2 separate regions of the Bombyx mori genome follow, and region 1 is linked to region 2. The links are chromatin contacts, called in public Hi-C maps. All regions are on one chromosome and are shown on one strand. The core of a region is the stretch at or near the end of the contact, and the rest is flanking DNA. Distances in the headings are between cores, read along the strand shown.

The links. Hi-C and Micro-C count contacts between places; a contact is called where the count stands out from the background.
Region 1: a contact with region 2 is called in a Hi-C map of whole pupa, with 1.8 times the contacts expected there. The contact joins the enhancer-like site here to the promoter of LOC134200940 in region 2. A contact is called at or near these places in 2 of 7 Hi-C or Micro-C datasets (both in whole pupa).

Annotation. Positions count from the first base shown.
Region 1 is chr22:2,822,166-2,827,271 of ASM3026992v2, forward strand. LOC101741761 (four and a half LIM domains protein 2) reads left to right here. Exons shown (of 10, transcript XM_062674867.1): 9 at 1,263-1,432; 10 at 2,467-4,557. The coding sequence ends at 2,829. It overlaps LOC101742199 (uracil phosphoribosyltransferase homolog), which reads right to left. Exons shown (of 4, transcript XM_004924741.4): 4 at 4,543-5,106. Among protein-coding and RNA genes, the nearest start is that of LOC101742199, 5.5 kb to the right of the region's middle. Within about 2 kb of position 2,571, at least 2 of the 8 cell types and tissues checked have open chromatin away from gene starts, as enhancers often do.
Region 2 is chr22:2,776,411-2,781,394 of ASM3026992v2, forward strand. LOC134200940 reads left to right here and starts at 1,291. Exons shown (of 2, transcript XM_062674869.1): 1 at 1,291-2,682; 2 at 2,816-3,320. The coding sequence starts at 2,090. The coding sequence ends at 3,248. The region is part of intron 6 of LOC101741761 (four and a half LIM domains protein 2); the gene reads left to right.

The DNA.
Region 1 (5,106 bases), core at 1,321-3,820, 47 kb after region 2:
TAAAAATAACAATTTTGTTTCGCCTTTGATGTGTCCCCCGTCGGACCGATTCCTTTTGTTTGTTTTAATTTTATTTTATACAAAAGTTTAGGTTTTTTATTTATCGATTGAGGCACTACGAAGTCTTTCGGGTCCGCTAATAAATGAATAAAAACTCAGCCAAGACGTTAGAATACGATGATGATACATACCTAAATAAGCATTTAAGAATATAGTAGTTGCTAGTTGTATAGTAATTAATTAACAACACAACATATAAAAATATTGATTGAACCAAAAATAGACAATCTTGAATTTAATTTGTTTCCAAATTATAATTTATGACTATTAATTATTGTGTTCGATTTATATATTGAGCATAATGACAGGTTGTTACAAAATAGACATATTTTATGAAGATTTACATCCACCGTATGAGTAACGGTGTGTTTACGAAAATTGTTAATTTTAAAGCTAAATAGTCTTCGTTCGGAAAAAGGTGAATTAAAACCAACAAGCAACAGATGGACTGTGATTTTTACTCTTGAATATTTCTTTGCGAAACTCGATTGCCCTCAACTACAAGAGGCACCACAAATTGCTTTTCAAAAACTCGATTCATAAATGGTAAGGTTTGTACCGTTCCGCATCCGTTTCCGGTCGTAAAAACGTCGCTTTCACAATGTTTTCATGTAGTTTTATTGCGAGACCTTGCCGGAAGATCGCTGAACTTGAAATCGCGAGGTCGACTGGAAACGATAAACTACAAATTGAACATTATACAAATGAACTTGCCCCACGCGAAAGCAATTTAAAAAAAAAAAAAACCTCAACTTAAATTTTTAGTTATATCCCTATAATTTCGCTAAAGTACCTAATAGGTAAGCACACGTATTCTATCAAACTAATATGATTTAGCTCGAGATACCAGAATCACAGGACGTCACGTATTTTCTGACTAACGAAATGTGGCCAATTGAATAGTGTTAGTATGTACTAGGACCGCATGCCTATCTGATAGCTCGCTCAGCAAATTTCTAGGTATCAATCAGGTAATCAAGGTACATAAAAACATTACTTACCTCACGTAAATTCTCCAAGCTGATTTTTGCGTATATTTTAGACAATATCGTTAAAAATAAGTCGTTATCGTTAACGAAATGTTGTTAAATTCATTGAAGTGATTGTATGTTAGGGGCATAAACAAAAAATGTTACTCCTTAATTTATATTTGCAGAAGTAATTATAGATGATATTAAAAAGGTCTTTATGCTTGGTTTCAGGAACCAAGAAGATGGAGTACAAGACCAGGCAGTGGCACGAGAAGTGCTTCTGCTGCGTTGTCTGCAAGAACCCGATCGGCACGAAGAGCTTCATCCCGCGCGAGCAAGAGATCTACTGCGCCGGCTGCTACGAGGACAAGTTCGCCACCCGCTGCGTCAAGTGTAACAAGGTACCTACACAGTACATTAACTTCTTTTCTCCTCCTTGGGTCGTTTCCGCACTGCTGAGGGTCGTGACCATTGTACTACGACATAATTTTACTCCTTGTAATGTCCCGCCAGCGCCTCCGACCATTGGCCGCTTTAACTAACTAACTTCTTTTATCTATTTGATTCTAACTTCTTTTATCTATTCGATTTTATTAAAAAAACAGTCATTATGTAGGTATCTAGAAGCGCCAACCCTCCTATACAAAATTGAAGTTTAAAATATATGGAACACACAAATATTGCTTGTTTTACTACTGACAAGAGACGGACAAGAGAACGCCTACGAATTTTAGATTTTTTTCCTACCTATTCTAGTAACCTTGAGGGGTTATACTAGATTCATAGAAGTAGTAGGTGAGCTCATGGGGCTGAAACCTGACGACGTTGCTAAAACTAGCCCTAGCAAAAGCAGTGCTTCGCAGAATCTACCACCAGATAAAAAACGCGACCCACTGAGAAGATCCAGCGTGAAACTCGGTGGGCTTGTCTGTGGGTTACTTTGCTCGTCGAACTCTTCGTCGCAAGCGACGGGTTCGGCGAGGACGATGACCGGTGCTTGAGGTAACTAAAAGCACCGTTAGTCGATCGGAAGGATCTAAAATGACGTGTGTAGAGCGTTGTCGACTCTTTACCATTCGGTTCGCAGGATCGGGAGGATTTTAGTAAAGAGGTTTCCTAATATGCGAATTCTTACTCCGGTCATCGGTACATCCGGTCATAAATTAACCCCCAGATACAGCCCACTGAGTTTCTTGCCGGATCTTCTCAGTGGGTCGCGTTTCCGATCCGGTGGTAGATTCTACGAAGCACGGCTCTTCCTAGGGTTCGTGTTAGCAACGTCGTCAGGGTTACTAGTTAAGGTTACGCTGATATAACCTCTCAGGGCACTCAGCTAGAGTTATGGTGCCCCTATGACGAGACATCATAGGGGCACCATAACTTTATTTATGCGTTTAGAATACCTAGAGAGTGTAACTCTGATTTTAATTTCCAGATAATCACACAAGGCGGCGTGACGTACAAGAACGAGCCATGGCACCGCGAGTGCTTCACGTGCACGAACTGCAACACGTCGCTCGCCGGCCAGCGGTTCACTTCGCGCGACGAGAAGCCCTACTGCGCCGAGTGCTTCGGGGAACTGTTCGCCAAGCGCTGCACTTCTTGCACCAAGCCCATCACAGGTATGACGAACTGGCACTCCAAAAAAAAAAAAAAAACAGGTAGTAGCGAAGTTCCTTATTATAAAAATATTAATTTTAAGTTCTATTCGAGGTATAAAGAAAATAAAACGTGCGAACTTATTGTGGTACACTTCATTCACGGTTGTTTGCATGAGTTGCGCAAACGAACGCTCTGAGATCGTGGTCAATGAATGATAAAAAAATATGTTATTTTTTGTACGTTATTAGATACTTAAGTCGTACACTGTGTGCATTACTAATAAAAATCTTACGTTACAAACGTTTTTTCCCGGTTAGGGTACCCCTCCGCATCGTCCCATAACTTCGTTCCAAAAACAACTAAATTAGAACGGTCCAAATGAAATGTGACGTTTCCAGGTATCGGCGGCACCCGCTTCATCTCGTTCGAAGACAGACACTGGCACAACGACTGCTTCATCTGCGCGCAGTGCAAGACCTCGCTCGTCGGCAAGGGCTTCATCACCGACGGACAGGACATCATCTGTCCCGAGTGCGCCAAGCAGAAGCTCATGTAAATACACCTGTCTCGCTTCAACGCTTCCGCTCTCGCATCGCTCCATCCCTCACACGCAATACAATTTATATATGACAAATGTTTTTGTGATGTGCAGCGAACATACCATACTACCGGTAGTCGCTAACGCCCGAGACTGGTGCGCGTTCAGAAAGCAGGACACCTCGAGCGAAAAGATTTACGACATCACTGACAAATTTAACTTTCGCAAGGGCAGGGCCAACGTTAGTACGGTGCCCAAATAACGATATTTTTTTTATTTAATAAAAGTAAAAAATACACGAAAAATCACAAAAAAATAATTAATTAAAGTGAATGCACAAAATTGATTTAATTTGCTTTTCTATTGAATTTATTATCTATATAATATATTTATATAGACTGTTATCACTCAGATATTGATACTAATAGTCGAATTTAATACGTATAATCTGTATTTATTTTATGTATGTATCGATGTGCTAACCGCCACGTTATTTCGCTTTGGCTGTTGTATTTAGTCCTAGATCTATATTGCGGCGCTGGATTCACACGATGCCTTAATAACATATCTAAGTCAATTTTGAAATTATTATGTTTTAATATAATTCGTACCACCTTAATAAATGTGAATGTTGTGCCTCTAAATCTTGCCTTCCTTTCTATCAATTCGAAAAACGAAGTGACAGAAAAGGACATTCGATTTTAACAACATTGTAATGTAAGAAGGCATCTTGGCTGGTGTTGCCAGATCTAAATTTTATTGTTCATCATTTATAATCGAACTTAGTAAGAAGTGCTTGTCATATTGTAACATAGTGTGTAAGGAATATATTGACAAAGTATTAATATACTTGTTATATTTTAAGTATTTATTTATATACGGGAGTACGCACTTTTTATTCGAAGAGACGCCGATGGTGTTGCTGTGTCACATGTTATTTAAAAAATGAGATTTTAGATGTAATGTTGCCATATACGCCATCGGAAGGTCGCCATCTAACACAGTAATTGTAAGTGACATTTAGTTTTACTAATAAAATTAAAAAATATAATATTTTTGTTCTCGAATAAGTAATAAACTTGTTACGATATAATTGAATGTTATCAATATTTTTACAATGTTAAATAATATTTATTAGGGTGTAGAATCTTACAATAAGTGAGTAACATCTGTGTTAAAGAATATCACTAGCTGGATTGAGTCAACAACTAAAATGTTTGGGGAACACTTTATAAAGGTTACTTAATAAGGTTTTAAATTATTCGAAATGTTGAACTATTAATTTATAATGATAACTGCTTACATGTGTGATCTGATCTAATTAAATACTTGTATCTACCCATAGATTGTAAACTGTGAAACTGAAATAAATTATCAAAAATAAAACATTGTTTTTTATTTATCACCTTCATTTACAGCAACCTCCAATTTACATTGCAATATAAGTTAATATTTAAAAAGCTATTCTTAACCAAAAAGAATACAGTAACTATTTCATTGTATCCTTCATAAATACAAAACAGGCATTTTGTGCTTTTGCATTGAACTTAGTATCTAGAAGATAGTTAGGAAATAGCACAGGTCTGGCTAAGACCAGACTCTTACTTGACCATAGAGAGAAACATACAATTATGTGCGTATTGTATTATTTTCAAAGTTGCATAAAACATTTTTTAATACATTAATAAATAGTCACTTACTCTACAATAGGAATATGTTTTTTTTATTATCTTTAATAGGTTAAAACTATAATATTCATTGGTATCATTTAACATTGAATTTTCAAGGATACATCTTACTAAGAATACGACGAATAAGACGATAATTTCGAAATTTAATCGCAAGCATACATTTCTCATTAAAAACACATTTTAGAACAAGTTCAGGTGCTTCTCGGCATTAGTATTATTTTTGGTCTGTCTAGACCTCGAATTC
Region 2 (4,984 bases), core at 41-2,540:
ATTGATACTATTTTTTTAAAGCGAACCGTCGCGGCCATTGAGTTCTATTCGGTCTGGCATTATTTCAAAACAATCTGCGAATTTTATCCGGCGCGCGTTTTATGAGCGACATATATTATATTAGTACATGTTAGTTACGTGTGCAACGGGTTTTTTAAAGGTCAATGACACGTGCATAATTTATAAAAAAAAGGCATGAATTAAAATTAAAATTTATTGCCGCTTTTCTGCTAAATTATTCCTTCACTAAACTAAACTAAGAAACTAGAAATAAAAAAGAAAAAGAGAAGTTATCGTAGCCTAAACGATAAGGAATCCCGCTGGCAGGTAACAAATTATCTAATGAACTACGTACTTAACACATGTGCACGAAGGACTTGCGCCATGAAAGAATAACAACGATTGTTTTTTCCTACCTAAACTGATAGCCTTTAGAGGCTATTTCAGCGTAACCTTAACTAGTAGGTGAGCTCACGGGGCTCAAAACGGAGTGACGCTAACACTGAACCTAGCAAGAGCAGTGCTTCTACCGCCGGATCGGAAACGCGACCCACTGAGAAGATACGGCCAGAAACTCAGTGGAAGTGTAACGAAAATCAAACCCGCAAAATTATAATTCGCGTAATCTTTAAAGCTGGAGTCTTAGACTTCTAGTGTGAACGTGGATAGCGGTGATCACGGTGTGATGTCTATGGACTCAAACCGTAATTGTTGCATCCCTTAAACTGGAACGCATAACTGTTAGGTTAGATAGACATAGGCAGGATGGTAGTACCGACCCCTGCGGTCTCAAAAGATTCCATAATATCACTAAAACAAAACTCACGTAGGATGATTACACGCTGCCACCAATGAAGTCTTTCGTAAAATTAACTATTTTTAATACGCTTTTATTAGCTTCAGACGTATGTATGTTAGTATTTTAGTTTGTAACGAAATCTTTGAACATGATTTTGACCCCCTTCAAAACGTCGGATTAACTCGAAATTTGGTAAACTTATTAAGGATCGATGACAAATCCAACATTAAAAAAAAATTGAAAAAATTGAAATTCAACTAAAAAATGAAAAATAAATAATAGTTTAAAAAAACTAACAAAATACGCGTTTATAGAAAATCCAACTAAAAATAGAAAATAAATTTTAATAAATTTGAATTAAAAATGTGTAAGAAATTTTTTTTTCAAATTTCTTAAAATTTATTTATTAAAAATGTGTAAGAAATTTTTTTTTTCAAATTTCTTAAAATTTATTTTCTATTTTTTAGTTGAACTTTCTATAAAAACGTATTTTGTTAGTTTCTTTAAACTATTATTTTTAAATTAAAGTTTAAGACCAGGTAGAAAACGTAAATCCAAGACGCCTATGATAATAGCAAACATTCATTGGCTCAATTTACAAATGATTTATTTACAGATAATAACATCCATATGGCTAACAAATGTCACACGCATCATATCACCTTGTTGTCAAAGCCAAGTTTTAACTATGTAGAGGGATCTTAATTTTAATATGCATAATATATTTGCAACAACATAAATCAATCCGTAACGATTAGAGTAGTAGTTAGTGAATTAGTAGAGCAAACAGAATGTTTTTAGAAGACTGTTTCCCTACGTCGTGTACGCAATAAATAAATAAATATGTCGAAGTCAAACAGTCGATATATCAATAAGAAATTTCTAAAAAAATGTTTTACAATAAATTTCTGATAAGCATTCTTCCAAGACAACATAATGTCTTTTTGTTGGATAATGGAGATTCTACTGTGAATTGTCCACCTACGCCACATAAGATTAACTGACTATTAAAAAGATTTGTTACCAATCTATTAATTGATTGGAACACATATATTACCGGTTCGGAAAACACAGCGACCTCAGCCTTGAGCGATCGTGTAAAATGTAATACTTTGGGCAACGCCAAGCTAGTCTAAATCTGGATTGAATTCATTGGCACACAATAACACTTTAATTTCAGTTGTTCAAATCTTGCCACAGCGATATATCGCTACAGACATCCCTCCCCTTTTAGTTGAGTTCAATCAAAAAACCCTAAACATTCCTTTAGTTAAGTGCTGATATATTACAATGGGACTTATGGTATCTATCGTGATCACCTACGCCGGTGTCCATGAAGCTGTTGAATGTGTTAGACACATCCTAAGCGGTACCATACCTGACAATCAACCAGGCTTCGAAGATCTTGTTGAGCACTACACAGATCTCCTCAGAAAATCCGCTAAAACGTCAAACAGCTGGATCGATTACGGCCAAGGATACATATGTTTGACGGAAGATAAGAAAGGAAGACTCCAATCCGCCGAAGTAAAGTACTATAATGAAAAATCCGATTCTACTCCCCTGTTATTTTCTACGAGAATCTCTAGCTTTGGTCAAGAATCAGTCGAAGACCACACGATTCCAAATGGCGATTTCAAACCTGAAAGGTATTCGCCAACTAGAACGAAAACTATCCTATCTAATAGCTCGGAATCTATCAACGTTGGACAAAGCAGACGATCGCCAACTCCTATCAACTTGAATCATGTTACCGACGAAGAAACTACCAAGGATAAAATGACCTGGGAGTACAGTCCCCAGAGTCCGCCTCCGACACCAGAGATCCATTTTCAATCATATGACGACGACAACGGCGGGGTGTACAACGAAGATTTTCTCAGGTTAATATCCGATGAGTTCGCCACACACTTGTCACGCGCTTGTAGTGCTGTAGCCACATTGTACACATCCATCGAGCCATGCACGTTCTCAGAGAGCCATCACTCACTGTATTATGTTCATGTTTTGTTTAAGATCACTTGACGGAATTAAGTATCGACCTTTGCAACGACACGACCCAAGCGGGAGACGCAGGAGTTTCAAAAAGCGAAGGTCGTCTTCGTCGACATCGTCGAAAGATTCTCGTGCGTCCCGCGAGGAAGAACTAAACATGTTCACGTCGCTCGAAGAGGCGGAGTTCGGACGGATGAACAAAGAAGATAAGGTCGGCGCGTTCGGAAGCGCTCCTAATTTATCAGCGCGTTCTCATTCCAGAAGTCATTCGAGAGAAAGAAGAAACGAAAGCACGAACGTAGAAGCCTCAGTCGAGACTGCTGCAGATGATAACGAAGTTAAAGCTTTAGAACACCAAAAACTTGAAGCTTTTGAGGAAGAGCCCAAGGAATGTAAAGAGGTAATCGAGGAGGAGGAAGAGGAGATAGACTTCTGGGGTAGTATGGGAGATTAGTCGCGCATGAACGGTGACCGCACTCGATGGCTTTTTTCTATGCATGACTGAGAATTAAAATGTTATTGACTCGTTTGAGTTTTCTTTATCCCTTAGATGACTAAGGATGTATTCCTATATGACAGGAAATGCGCCGAATTACATTGTGATTAGGCTTTAATATGTTTGGCTTAACTAGAATTTATTTCAGATAACTTTAAATTCACCCTACACTACACTTAGATGGTCATCACCTTGGACAGGAATGCATCCCAATGCCATTCATATCATTATGTCCAAAATACCCAGTAACTTCATACATGATTTCGTGAACAGATTTTAATGTCGTAAATTGAACTAAAAGTCCAGATACTGCTGAGAATATCTATAATTAATAGGTGAAGCAAAAACTTTGTACCCCTTTTTTACGAAAATTGCGTGGGCGGATGAGTATGAAATTTCCCAAACTTATAGAGAATACAGAGAAGGAGTGCAGAATGATAATTTCTTTTAAATGTACATTAAAATACACTAAATCAATAAAATAAAAATTACAAACACTACCATGGATTTGACACACACACACACACACACGCTTGCATACTATTTGTTTATTATCAAACTCTTCTTATTGCTTATAGTCTGTGGTCAAATTGAGAATAGACTAAATATTGTTTATCTTTATTAATATTTGTCAGTGTACGTAGTCTTGGCGAAATCTGTGTATACTGAAGTTTATTAGTCTTGGTAAATATAATCATGATAGTGTAAAAACTTATAATTTAGATTAATTAAAGTCGAATTTTGACTACCTGAGGACCACTATAACACGATAACTACAATATGATTTTCGTCTTCCCGGTTAAAATATGTATGGCCTAATGACATCGAGTTTGAGGTGAAGCACAAAAGATTGATTTATGACGATATCACAGATCAAAACGGTTGCGTAACCTACCGAAATACATGACACTAGTGTATTATACAGACCTCGACACAGATACGTCAAGTTGACGTGTCGCGCCAGCCGGCGTGTGTCGCGATGCACCTATACAGTGTCAAAGGGATTATGGTCTGAATAAACAGAAGACACATGTATAAATACATCAACACGTGACGTTTCTTATAACAAATATGAAGCCGTTGATTCCAATCCAGGAATGCATTTTCATCTTATACAATGAAATTTTTTTCACAACCTGCATAAATGGATAAATGGGCTCACGTGTAAGTGTCTAGGTTAATTGGTTGCTGGAGATCATTCGCTGTAGAGAAACATGACATTGAGACATGCGGTTAAAATATAAGTTACACTAATATAAAATAATAAGAAGAGAATAAAACTATAGATACAGCTTTGCTTGCGTTGCCTGTGGAATTGTGATATTAATTGTTATGAACTTAACGGTTGATAGTATTTTCAAGAATCAGGAGATCTTTTTTTTTATTGTTTAGATGGTTGGACGAGCTCACAGCCCACCTGGTGTTAAGTGGTTACTGAATCCCATAAATATCTACAACGTAATGCGCCACCCACCTTGAGATATAAGTTCTAAGATTTCAGTGTAGTTACAACGGCTGCCCCACCCTTCAAACCAAAACGCATTACTGCCTCACGGCAGAAATAGGCGGGGTGGTGGTACCTACCCGTGCGGACTCACGCGAGGTCCTATCACCAGTAATTACGCAAATTATAATTTTGCGGGTTTGATTTTTACTACACGATGTTATTCTTTCACCATGGAAGTCAATCGTAA